Linked DNA regions of Mus musculus: region 2 is linked to region 1. The links are chromatin contacts, called in public HiChIP or PLAC-seq maps. All regions are on one chromosome and are shown on one strand. The core of a region is the stretch at or near the end of the contact, and the rest is flanking DNA. Distances in the headings are between cores, read along the strand shown. Region 1 has its middle 240 kb from the start of 4930595L18Rik. Region 2 overlaps Foxp1 (forkhead box P1).

Evidence for each region. HiChIP or PLAC-seq counts read pairs in DNA pulled down with a chosen protein or histone mark.
Region 2: an HNF4G HiChIP or PLAC-seq map of pancreatic cancer cells shows a contact between it and region 1. The contact joins two enhancer-like sites. A contact is called at or near these places in 2 of 484 Hi-C or Micro-C datasets (the N1E-115 cell line and nephron progenitors) and 1 of 115 datasets of contacts at active chromatin or transcription factors (pancreatic cancer cells).

The regions. Positions count from the first base shown.
Region 1 is chr6:98,792,487-98,798,849 of GRCm38.p6, forward strand. No RefSeq gene overlaps it. Among named protein-coding and RNA genes, the nearest start is that of 4930595L18Rik, 240 kb to the left of the region's middle. Within about 2 kb of position 4,970, at least 36 of the 459 cell types and tissues checked have an H3K27ac peak or open chromatin away from gene starts, as enhancers often do. A contact at or near this core is called in pancreatic cancer cells, where this site is marked.
Region 2 is chr6:98,947,350-98,953,666 of GRCm38.p6, forward strand. The region is part of intron 12 of Foxp1 (forkhead box P1); the gene reads right to left. Among named protein-coding and RNA genes, the nearest start is that of Gm38865, 180 kb to the right of the region's middle. Within about 2 kb of position 2,757, at least 140 of the 459 cell types and tissues checked have an H3K27ac peak or open chromatin away from gene starts, as enhancers often do. A contact at or near this core is called in pancreatic cancer cells, where this site is marked.

The DNA of each region.
Region 1 (6,363 bases), core at 3,720-6,219:
ACTGGCTGATTTTGTATGTCAACCTGACACAGGCTGGAGTTATCACAGAGAAAGGAGCTTCAGTTGGGCAAATGCCTCCACGAGATCCAGCTGTGGGGCATTTTCTCAATTAGTGATCAAGGGGGAAAGGCCCCTTGTGGGTGGGACCACCCCTGGGCTGGTATTCTTGGATTATATAAGAAAGCAGGCTGAGCAAGCCAGAGGAAGCAAGCCAGTAAGAAACATCCCTCCATGGCCCCTCCATGGCCTCTGCATCAGCTCCTGCTTCCTGGCCTGCTTGAGTTCCAGTCCTGACTTCCTTGATGGTGAACAGCAGTATGGAAGTGTAAGCCAAATAAACCCTTTCCTCCCCAACTTGCTTCTTGGTCATGATGTTTGTGCAGGAACAGAAACACTGACTAAGACAACATCTAAAAAACAAACAAACAAAATTCCAAATCCAACAAACGCATGTCTTTGTGCCCAGCTTTTACATGGGCTCTGGGGAACAGAACATAGGCACTTTATAGTCTGGACCATCTCCCCAGCCCTTATATATGTGTTCCGTCCTTATCCCAACAGAAGCATTTTATGAAGCTAACTGCTATAGTATTTCATATCTTGATACAACCAAGTTTTTTTTTAAATATTTTTATTAGATATTTTCCTCATTTACATTTCCAATGCTATCCCAAAAGTCCCCCATACCCTCCCCAACTCCCCTACTCACCCACTCCCACTTTTTGGCCCAGGCGTTCCCCTGTACTGGGGCATATAAAGTTTGCAAGTCCAATGGGCCTCTCTTTCCAGTGATGGCCGACAAGGCCATCTTTTGATACATATGCAGCTAGAGTCAAGAGCTCCGGGGTACTGGTTAGTTCATAATATTGTTCCACCTATAGGGTTGCAGATTCCTTTAGCTCCTTGGGTACTTTCTCTAGCTCCTCCATTGGGGGCCGTGTGATCCATCCAATAGCTGACTGTGAGCATCCACTTCTGTGTTTGCTAGGCCCCGGCATAGTCTCACAAGAGACAGCTATATCCAGATATAGCTGGGTCCTTCAGCAAAATCTTGCTAGTGTATGCAATGGTGTCAGCGTTTGGAAGCTGATTTTGGGATGGATCCCTGGATATGGCAGTCTCTGGATGGTCCATCCTTTCGTCACAGCTCCAAATTTTGTCCCTGTAACTCCTTCCATGGGTGTTTTGTTCCCAATTCTAAGAAGGGGCAAAGTGTCCACACTTTGGTCTTCATTCTTCTTGAGTTTCATGCGTTTAGCAAATTGTATCTTATATCTTGGGTATCCTAGGTTTTGGGCTAATATCCACTTATCAGTGAGTACATATTGTGTGAGTTCCTTTGTGATTGGGTTACCTCACTCAAGATGATGCCCTCCAGGTCCATCCATTTGGCTAGAAATTTCATAAATTCATTCTTTTTAATAGCTGAGTAGTACTCCATTGTGTAAATGTACCACATTTTCTATATCCATTCCTCTGTTGAGGGGCATCTGGGTTCTTTCCAGCTTCTGGCCATTATAAATAAGGCTGTTATGAACATAGTGGAGCATGTGTCCTTCTTACTGGTTGGAACATCTTCTGGATATATGCCTAGGAGAGGTATTGCGGGATCCTCCCATAGTACTATGTCCAATTTTCTGAGGAACCGCCAGACTGATTTCCAGAGTACAAGCTTGCAATCCCACCAAGAATGGAGGAGTGTTCCTCTTTCTCCACATCCTCGCCAGCATCTGCTGTCACCTCAATTTTTTATCTTAGCCATTCTGACTGGTGTGAGGTGGAATCTCAGGGTTGTTTTGATTTGCATTTCCCTGATGATTAAGGATGTTGAACATTTTTTCAGGTGCTTCTCTGCCATTCGGTATTCCTCAGATGAGAATTCTTTGTTCAGCTCTGAGCCCCAATTTTTAATGGGGTTATTTGATTTTCGGGAGTCCACCTTCTTGAGTTCTTTATATATGTTGGATATTAGTCCCCTATCTGATTTAGGATAGGTAAAGATCCTTTCCCAATCTGTTGGTGGTCTTTTTGTCTTATTGACAGTGTCTTTTACCTTGCAGAAGCTTTGCAACTTAATGAGGTCCCATTTATCGATTCATGATTTTACAGCACAAGCCATTGCTGTTCTATTCAGGAATTTTTCCCCTGTACCCATATCTTTGAGGCTTTCCCCTACTTTCTCCTCTATATGTTTCAGTGTTTCTGGTTTTATGTGGAGTTCCTTAATCCACTTATATTTGACCTTAGTACAAGGAGATAGGAATGGATCAATTCTCATTCTTCTACATGATAACAGCCAGTTGTGCCAGCACCATTTGTTGAAAATGCTGTCTTTTTTCCACTGGATGGTTTTAGCTCCCTTGTTAAAGATCAAGTGACCATAGGTGTGTGGGTTCATCTCTGGGTCTTCAATTCTGTTCCATTGGTCTACTTTTCTGTCACTATACCAGTACCATGCAGTTTTTACCACAATTGCTCTGTAGTAAAGCTTTAGGTCAGGCATGGTGATTCCACCAGAGGTTCTTTTATCCTTGAGAAGAGTTTTTGCTATCCTAGGTTTTTTGTTATTCCAGATGAATCTGCCGATTGCCCTTTCTAATTCGTTGAAGAATTGAGTTGGAATTTTGATGGGGGTTGCATTGAATCTGTAGATTGCTTTTGGCAAAATACCCATTTTTACAATGTTGATCCTGCCAATCCATGAGCATGGGAGATCTTTCCATCTTCTGAGATCTTCTTTAATTTCTTTCTTCAGAGACTTGAAGTTCTTATCATACAGATCTTTCACTTCCTTAGTTAGAGTCACGACAAGGTATTTTATTTTATTTGTGACTATTGAGAAAGGTGTTGTTTCCCTAATTTCTTTCTCAGCCTGTTTATCCTTTGTGTACAGAAAGGCCATTGACTTGTTTGAGTTAATTTTATATCCAGCTACTTCTTTGAAGCTGTTTATCAGATTTAGGAGTTCTCTGGTGGAATTTTTAGGGTCACTTATATATACTATCATATCATCTGCAAAAAGTGATATTTTGACTTCATCTTTTTCCAATTTGTATCTCCTCAATCTCCTTTTGTTGTCTAATTGCTCTGGCTAGGACTTCAAGTACAATGTTGAAAAGGTAGGGTGAGAGTGGACAGCCTTGTCTAGTCCCTGATTTTAGTGGGATTGCTTCCAGTTTCTCACCATTTACTTTGATGTTGGCTACTGGTTTGCTGTAGATTGCTTTTATCATGGTTAGGTATGGGCCTTGAATTCCTGATCTTTCCAAGACTTTTATCATGAATGGGTGTTAGATTTTGTCAAATGCTTTCTCTACATCTAACGAGATGATCATGTGGTTTTTGTCTTTGAGTTTGATACAACCAAGTTTTAACTAATTATCTCTGGAAACTCAGAGCTTCTGTAACTGATTTTATACTATTTTGAGTCCTTATAAATTTCCATGATGCTGGATCCCTCAAAATACTGTGTTCCAGAACCTCTTAAAGGTGATATGTGATAAGGGAGAAGAGAAATCTATATAATGATTACACGTGTTTACAAACACATACACATACATGTATGTTTAATATATGTGTATAATGGGAGGCTGCAGCACTCCAGAATCTTGAGTTTGAGGCCAGCCTAGACTATGTAACAATGATTGACAATGGTGACTACAGATTGGCAGAGGTGCAGGGCTTTCTGAGGACACCCATAGGATTATAGCCCCTGAAGCTGTCAGATACTGGATGCTTGGGTCCTGGAATGCCACATACCTTTGCTGGAGGCTCACTGTTGCATAATCAGACAGAATGAAATTGGCCTTCTTCTCTCTGACTTCATGAAGGTTCTAAGATAAACTTCAATGAGTAGCCTTCACCCCAGAGGAAGCCAGTTTTCCGAGACCTTTGGAAACTGTGGGTTTAGATTTGGTTACTGAAAGACAACTTTCTTACTATGTTCCCTAGAGCTAGTGCATACCTCTTGCAAATCCTAGCCTATGTAGCTTTATCTACTAAATAATACCAGTGCGTATAGGATTTGGGATGGACTGGCTGTAAATCGTCTGTGCTTTTCAGTCCTTAGCTGAACAAAGCCATAATTGCAAATCCCCTGGTTTCTTATGTCACTGATAATGGAGTATCACTTTGCCAGGGTGAAGCTGGGCTCAAGGGTCCAAACGCTGTCCGTGAGAGTTCTGATTTTTCAGAGGAGAGGAAAGTACTTTCTAAGTCCAATTTTTGCATAGCCTCTGTGGCAGCTCATAACTTGCACATGTAAATTTAATTACTTGAGCTGAAAATGCTCATGGTTCTCTTACTGGCCAGCTCTGGTTTGCATTGTACTTGAAACTCCACGTTGGGTTACATCACAAAGAAGAGTGACCCTAGCGCACTTAGAAGGCCAGCAGGCTCTGATCCAAGCCCTACCCCACCCCGTTTCAAGTTGCTCTTCAATGGAAATGACGAATGACTTCTAGTGCATGAGCCCCAATGTGAGAACAAAAATATATAAGAATTGTTCTCATTTTTTTTTCAATTTCTCTCCAGGTTGACCCCTAAACTACCAAATCAAAAAACTTTAAAACCAAAGCTCAGATTATTCACATTCCTTCTTTGCTTGTTTTTTTTTAAAGTATATTTATTGTTTTTTTTAAACAGAAGGCCCTTCCTGTCTAAAAGAAAGATTGCCTATTAACTGAATGTAGAAACCTTTCTCACTGAAGGTGCATTAAGGTCTGAAAATACACTAGACTTTTCTAAAGATCACAAATTAGCAACACTGGAAACGAGCAATTTTTTTTTAAGAGAAAAAAAAAGAAAGAAAAAAAAGCAGCTTTCTTTGAACATAAGGTTCTTCAAAGACATTTTGAGGGGGATTAAATCTCTCTTGCACCTTTAAGCTCTGTCTCCGCTATCAATAGAGTTTGCTGGAGATGGAAGCCATTCAGGGTGACACACCCTACACTTATTTGGGGAATGTGATTTTCCATCCTGCCATTTCCTGGCACCCAGACAAGTGTTATAAAAATATGTCATCATAAGCAGCCTAGAATAAATACTCCAATCCTCAGGGTTGTTTATCATTTCTCAAATGTCTTCCCCGCTTGTACAATCTTAGCTCTTTGTTACATTTGGGGAGAGTAGGTTGTTTATAATACTCTGAGATGGCCAACCCACAGGTCATTCCATGTAAACCAGGCAGCGTTAGAGCTCAGGGCAATGTGCCAGGTGGCTTCCATGGGGCCACTTTTAAACGGATCCCAGGATTGAAAGTCTCACCGCCGATCAATTTTAAACCAGCCCACATGTTTCATCTAATTTGATAGAATTATTTGATTATGGACTGTTGTCTTCTCAGGCAGTAGATGAAACTGAATGATGTCCTGGTGTGGAAGTTAAAAAATACACAACTCCATTAATGTTATGACATCAAGGGCTCATGGGACATGTTTAGGTCTAGAACACCACCAAGGCCCAGACAAATAAACTCAGAGAATGTCCAGCAGGGTTCAGGAGCTGTGGGAGGGACGGACTCTGACACTGACCAGTTCAATCATGTCACGTAAGTCCTAAATCTTATCACTAGAATGCCACCTTCCTTTTATGGTGGGGCTTTTAGTCCAGCCTCTCTGTGTTTTGTGACAACACTGCGTATACAGAGTATATTTAGCATGTAACTAGATCTGGTTGTTTTAATTCTCAATATACAAGGCTTGTATGACTCTAAATCTAGATTTCTTTTTATATGTTTTATTATCCTATATTTCTCATTAGAAAAATGCAAGAATTTCTGGCCATCTGGAGAACTTTAGTAGATATTATCTTGAATCAACTTGCAATGGATCAGTGAACTTTTACGGAAAATAGAGCCTGTATCTACACATGTGTGTGTAAACAAGCCCACCAGCCACGACATACGTGTGTAAACATTTTCACCCATATAGCAGGACATCTGCCACACCAGGGATCTGGCACTTCATGTGACCTTTGAGTGTTCCTACAGCCTCATTTGCAATGACAGCCTGTTTCATGCATTCAATAAAGAACAATACTTTGCTCTCACATTGTTACAGTCTGCCTCTTTCACATTGTTACAATCTGCCTCTTTCACATTGTTACAGTCTGCCTTTTGAAACAGTTCCTGTAGCGAGGCTTTGCCAGTACAAAGCTGGCTTTTTACTTGGTTTGTCTGTAACCAGGCAGATTTAGAACTTTTACTTCTGTAGACTGTGCTAAAAAGCAATTCAAGGCGACGTAAAATTCTCAAAAGTCTGATTTTGCAGCAACGCTGAGAGCGCACAAACCCTGAGCTAGTTGCTTTCTTCAGATAGGAAACAGTACCTGTGATGGAGCCTCCGTGCAAGTGGCTTAATGCCA
Region 2 (6,317 bases), core at 1,507-4,006, 150 kb after region 1:
TTGTATGGCCCTACAGCCTCTGCACCCGCTACTTATGCCCAGCTAATGTCTAAATGAATGCTATAAACATCTCTACCTCTCAGTTATGCTTGCTTCTGGAAAAGATCCCGAGAACAGCTTTTATCCACGCTTATGAATGACACTCAATAAATATTACCAAGAACTTCCACAGGCTTGGAAGCTGAACTAAACCACAGAGCTGCTGTCCTTGAAGCACTTACTGTCAAAAGCAGGCATAAAGCCTGGGCAGCTTCTCTGGGGTCTCACCCTAGATCCTGACTTCTCCTCCTAGCCTAAGAACATTATCCCGTCGCCCCCTGCCAGCTCTGTAAGGAAGTCCGGCAAGTCCTATGGAACCATTCAGCAGTTACGAACCCATCGTTTTGAAAGATCTGAGAGGAACTGGTGAACCCACACACAGAGACATGCCATTAGGTGTGCAAAGAATGTGACTCTTGCAGCTTTCCTATGGGGTTCAATAATACTTGGACCAGTTCTGCCCTTGACAGCAACAATGAAAAAACAGATCCTTCTAGTGCTGGCACGAGACTGGAAGACAGCAACGCAGGCCGAATTTTCTGGATGCTTTTGAATGTAGGTAGGAACTGGGAGTAAACACTGAGCCTGAAGAGAGGTTTACCAGGCTTGGCAAATGACACCGTGATTCACACCCACTGCTGGGCTGTCTCTAATAAGCCACAGAGGAAGCAGCCAATCTCAGCTAATTACCAGATAAAAATGTATTGTAAGGACTCTAATTAGGAGAAGCGGACGGAGGTGATCTAATGATTTAAATGGTGCATTCGACTGACCCCCGCCATGAATGTGCAGTGGTGCACAATGTCGCTGGAATATTTTGTAGAAACAGTAATTTTATTTCAGGGAGGGGAGACAGTAATATTTGTAATGATGGCTATGAGGTAAACTAATTAAAAGACAGTTCCTAGAGGAAAAGGGTGTCTGGGAACAGCTGCGGCCATTCCAAACCCAAGTGCCACGTCTCAATGGAAAAGCTTCAGTCAAGTGGAAAATTTCTGCCTGACCTCTGCCCTGGCTATTAATTTGCAGAAAAACTAATGACACATATACATATTCCCACAAAATTGTTCTAATTGCTAATTTGCCAAAGGAGCCTGGATTCTAAATTAAACATGACTGTAGCCTGTGAGGGAAGAACAAAAAAAAAAACAAAAAAAACTGGGAACTCCAAACAGGGAGCTTTGCCATCCAAGACCATCAGAAGTCCGGACCAACACGTTAATGAGACACAACCCTGGCAGCTGCTGTGCAAGTTCTTAACTTTTAACCGTCTGTCTGGCCATCACGTGTGTGCGTGCGCGTGTGTGTGTGTGCTCGAGCTTGCGTGTGTGTTTCACTCTCAAGGAGAAAAGGTTGAGTAGGGGGGCTACCAAGAAAGATTAAAAAAAAAATACTGTGTTCATATAAAGCCTGTTCTTACCAAGAAGGACTCTACCAAGAACATTGAAAACAGAATAATCATGAGCCCTACCACAAGCCTAGAAGAGCAAACTAGGGTGCTGCAGCGAATGACTCAGTCAGGAAAGAGCTTGCCTAAGGAGGAAGACCGGAGCTCTCACATCCTCAGCATTTCGGGAGTGATGGGTCCGTGCCCTATAATGCCAGCCATGGGAAGGCAAAGACAGGAGGACTCTCAGGGCTTTCTAAGCAAGATGGCCTAGCTAAACAGGCCCTCCGGGCTCAGTGAGAGATCGTGTCTCAAAAAATAAGGTGGGGAAATGATTGAAGAACACATGGGGCACTGACCTCGGATACACATGCCTGCGTGCCCGCACACGCACAGATAAAAGATCAAATCATTGGGAACAGTTTGGGGTAGGTTTCTTTTTTTCCCCTGTTACCTTGAAATATTTATCTTAATTGGAAATTATTGAATCTCTATACAGTCATCAATAAGAAAGGGAAGCCCCTCGATGGTTTATGTTTCTAAGTGTAAGTAAGGTTTTAGAAGAGCGCCCTGGGCATGGCGCAGGAAGGCATCCGACTGGGAGGGTTTCTCTCCCTAATGGAAAGCCCGTTTTTCTCATTGTGCTCATTTTCTATTTAGGAAGAGGTTGCTATGTTTAGAAAAGCTAGTAACGCAGATATTTTTCTCCATGGCAAGTTGCCACGGAGGGGATGATTTCAGCAAAGATAATCTCTTTCAAACTCTGGCCAGGAGCTAAATTCTTATGTCAGTTAAAGTTGCTGCAGGCTTTTAGACTGTAAGTAAAAATACAAACAACTGTGCTATCAAGCCTTTTCAACCTTAGTTTAGTTACTGAAGGACTTTCTTGGAAGCTTCTACCACTGAAACTATCCCAACTATCAGCAGCCCAATGTTACTTTGTTCTTTCTAAAAACAAAAATCAATCTTTAGTTCCTCCACAGCACATTTCCCTCCCGAGTAAGGACAGTGAGTCACTCACATTTTAAAAAATAATAAACAAACAAACCGCTGGTGTGAACCTCGAGACAGAAACTGACTTGCTAGGGAGTATTCCCACAAGAACTTTTTGTTTTGTTTTGTTTTTGTTTGTGCTCTTGCTTCTCATGAAAACAGATTCTGAGAACAAAAGAAAAACCTGAAACCAAAACAGCAGAGGCCAGCGGCACAGAAGGGACTGCAGGCTCGCAGAACTGGTTTCTCTGCTGTTGGCTGGATGGGCCAGAGAGGCTCAGGTCCTGCCCCCACCTGCAACGTTCAGAGACTGCAAGCTGCCTTTGTAGGCATGAATCACCAAGTTCAGACTCCAGGGACAGAGGGCAGGGCAGTGGGTGGCAGAGCAGAGGCCTTTGGAGAGGACTCTGTGCACTGACAGGGAGAGAGGCTTATTCTACAGACTCAGAGGGTGGCATTTCTGGCAGGGACAGGGACAACAAACCTGAGGTGAGGAAGGGGACTTAACAAAACCAGTCTATAAAACAGCTTTTGTGTGCTGCATGTGAGAGCTCCTCTTTATGACAGACAGGCTGCCATTACTGCTCCAAGGCTCCTGCAGCCCACACCTGATCACCCACCCCTTGAAGTTCATGGGATTTTTTTTTTTAAAAAGGGGGGTGGAGTAGAGGGAGCACTCTGTTTTGATAGGAGCTAAAAGCTATTTCAAAACAGTCCTAATTGCTAGAGTTGGAGTCTAGAAGGGAATGTACAGAGGGGAAAATCTCCAGCTGCATTTCACTCCAAAAGTGTATTATAAAGTTTTTCATAAAGCAGTCTCTTCTACCAGTGCTGTAGTTACTTGCCCACCAAATCGCAAAGAATGTGGTTTCTCCAGGCATGGGGAGTAGTTCTCACAAGTGCAGGACCCCCCCCCAGCACCCCTCCCCCCCAAAAAATGAACCTGAAGGTGCTCCCCGATTCCGAGTTATGAAGTGGAATTTCCACTGCACACTCCTAACAAACAGCATGACCAAATGTCTCTGTAAAAAGTCATCAGCCCCTTAATGAAGGCCTAGCATGTTTCCTTTGGTCGCTCTGTGTTGAGTTCTGTCCTCCCCCACCTACAGATCAATCTCAGCCAATCCTTCATGGAGTTAAGTATAGACAGTGTGCTGCTTGCCCTGGGAATGGAACTAGGTTTTGGAACAAAGGAATTGCAGGCTATTTTCTTCCCCCTTGCTGTTGCTTCGCTTTCCGTGGGAAACAGCAGAACTTTAAAATCTTAAACGACAACAAATTTGGCTTCTGTAAACACATGTCAACAACAGCCCTTTCTCTCTGGGCACTCTAGAACTTGCTAGATTCTAGCTAAGCAGGGCCTGGCTGAAATGGCAGTGGATTTCTGAGATTGATTATTCTTTCCACTCCTCTCCGCTGACCCTCACTGAACATGTCCTTCTTCCACTCCCATCCCTCGCTTTCCTTCCAGAGAGTCCAACCCAGCTTCTAGGTTTCAAATGACACGTCATTCCCCCAGGTCACATTTCCTAGTCGCATACAGCATTCTCTATACAGTAAACAGTCTGCATGTGTATGAGTATGTATGAGATACATGCATACACTTATCTGGTAGCTTATCCGCAAGACTCCCAACACCTCCCTGGCAAGTTAGGTCTTTCTCATTTGATCATGCTCGGTCTGTCATGGTGGCCAAGTAACTATCTCAGGACAGAAAGAATTGGTTTCTAAATTTAGGAGTTCCAATTCTGAGGGAAGAGGTGCAATGGCTGTCAGAAGACATGCTGCCCAAGGACCCAAGGCCTGGGATACTGTTCCCATTGGCCATATGCTTCCAGCTCATCGTGGGTTGAGCTCAAAGCCTCATCTATACCCTTGGGCACAGCCTTAAGAATGTGCACATCTTCTAACTATCCACATCTCAAGACACGGAAAATGCATCTCTGGGCTGACATAAGAACCATCTGAGAATGGATTGGCAGCTCTTGGAGGGGATGAACTGGGGGGCAGGGTGGACCACTGGATACGAGAGACTCTTGCCACCCAGATGGCACTCACTGAAGGGCCACAATTGCAGCAAAGCACTCTATCACTTAGTGACTAAGTTTTAAAATGAACACCAAGTTCCCTTTTAAAGAGGAATGGAAAAAGAGACAGCTTCATAAGCCCACTGGCAAGGACGTAACGTGGAAGTCCCCACCTATGGTGAGATGTGAAACTTGGGGACTATTTCTTTCAAACCACAGATTCTAGAATGATACTCATTCAAACGCTCACCAGCCGTTCCATTATTTAGGGAGGAATAAATTAATTACGGGCTGTAGGGAATATTTTGAATGTTAGGATCAGTCACCAGATAGCTCCCAGTCCCTACAGTTGAAAGCATCACAGGGTCTGAAATATGCATGGGCCTTTTTTTTTTCTTTTCTTTTCTTTTGGCAAGGAAGTGAAAATTTATGCAAAACATTACACGTCTATCTTTTATAATTAATTTTCCAATGCCTCACCTATACATATTTTAATAATTCCTGATTTCTAAGATGGTATCTATAATAAAATTTTCTATTTTCCAATAAATGAAAAGGAGGCAGGTTCACTCCGACAACAGAGTGTCACACAATATCTACGTGTCAGGCACCAATTTTTACTTCTTACATGTAAGTTAAAGGATAAGGAATTTATAATGCTGCCTGTGAGGAGAACCACTTTTCATACACAAATGTGATTTTTTTTCCAAAGGGTAATACAACAGTACATTTACATAAACTAATCCAAACAATCTATGTATTTGACAATGGCAAACCTCACACAGACGGCCTATTGTTGGTTTACATCTTGGAGTTCTTTATACTGGCTTGTAGCAGCGCTCTAGCTGTCAAAGGTTTGACTTAGACTCTAAATAAATGGTTATAGAAGTGCTGTGCAGCGATATTGGACTTCTTTGCAAAAGAAAACCTGCTGTGTGTGAATTCAAAAGCTATTAATTTTTCAGTCAAAAATATTCGTGCCTATTTCTTTTAATAAAGAAATACTGTGCTAAGCTACTAAGAGATAATGTTGACTAGTGGTAGAGAATTTTCAATAGAGCAGTTAAAAATAAATTTAGTAGGAGGTCCCCTCCAAAGTTATAATTTTCTAGAATGTAAAACATTTTTTTTCAATACTAATCAAGACAAACCTTCCTTCCCTGTTCATTCCCTCACCCCCGCTGCTTTTCTCTTGTTTATTGGCTACTTAGCAGGTCCACAGGGTGACAGATCATCAAGGGTCCTCTTGTGCCTGGGTGGGCTTACATAAATGGTGTTCCTAGCTAGTCCAAGGCCCATTACCCGCTGAGGATCCCAAGGGACTCTGTAGTTCCATCTTTCTATGTGGATTCCTCCTCGGCCTTGATCCCAAACAAGCCTATTACTCGAGTGTTCCATTCAATCATGACTCTATCATTGATGTCATTAATTCACGGAGGAAGATAGGAACAACCTCATGCTCTCCCTGATGCTAGGTGTGAGTGAAGATGCAGGCAGCCTCTTCCTCCTAGGGGGAGCACTTCACTAAAGCCCTGGAGGACTTCCAGAGAGGTCCAAGACAATCACTCCCCTTTGCCAATGGTCATGACTCTTTTAGAAGTCAGGCAAATCATTTCAGGGCAGCACTCGGGGCAGCTTGCTCAGCTGGGTCCATGTCTTCCCAGCGCTCTTCTGAAAAGAAGGGACAGGTGGGAACAGCTCCTAATGCTTTGCCCCATGCCCCGACCCCTGCTTCCTCTTTTGGTAGCTTAGTCATCTGGTCCTGCAGCCATTTACTGTGGAATACATGGTAGCTAAGATTCTTCCCCAGTAAAAATGGACGCATGGAGTGTTTAATGATTTTATGTCCTGTATCTCAGTAATGTGTTCTG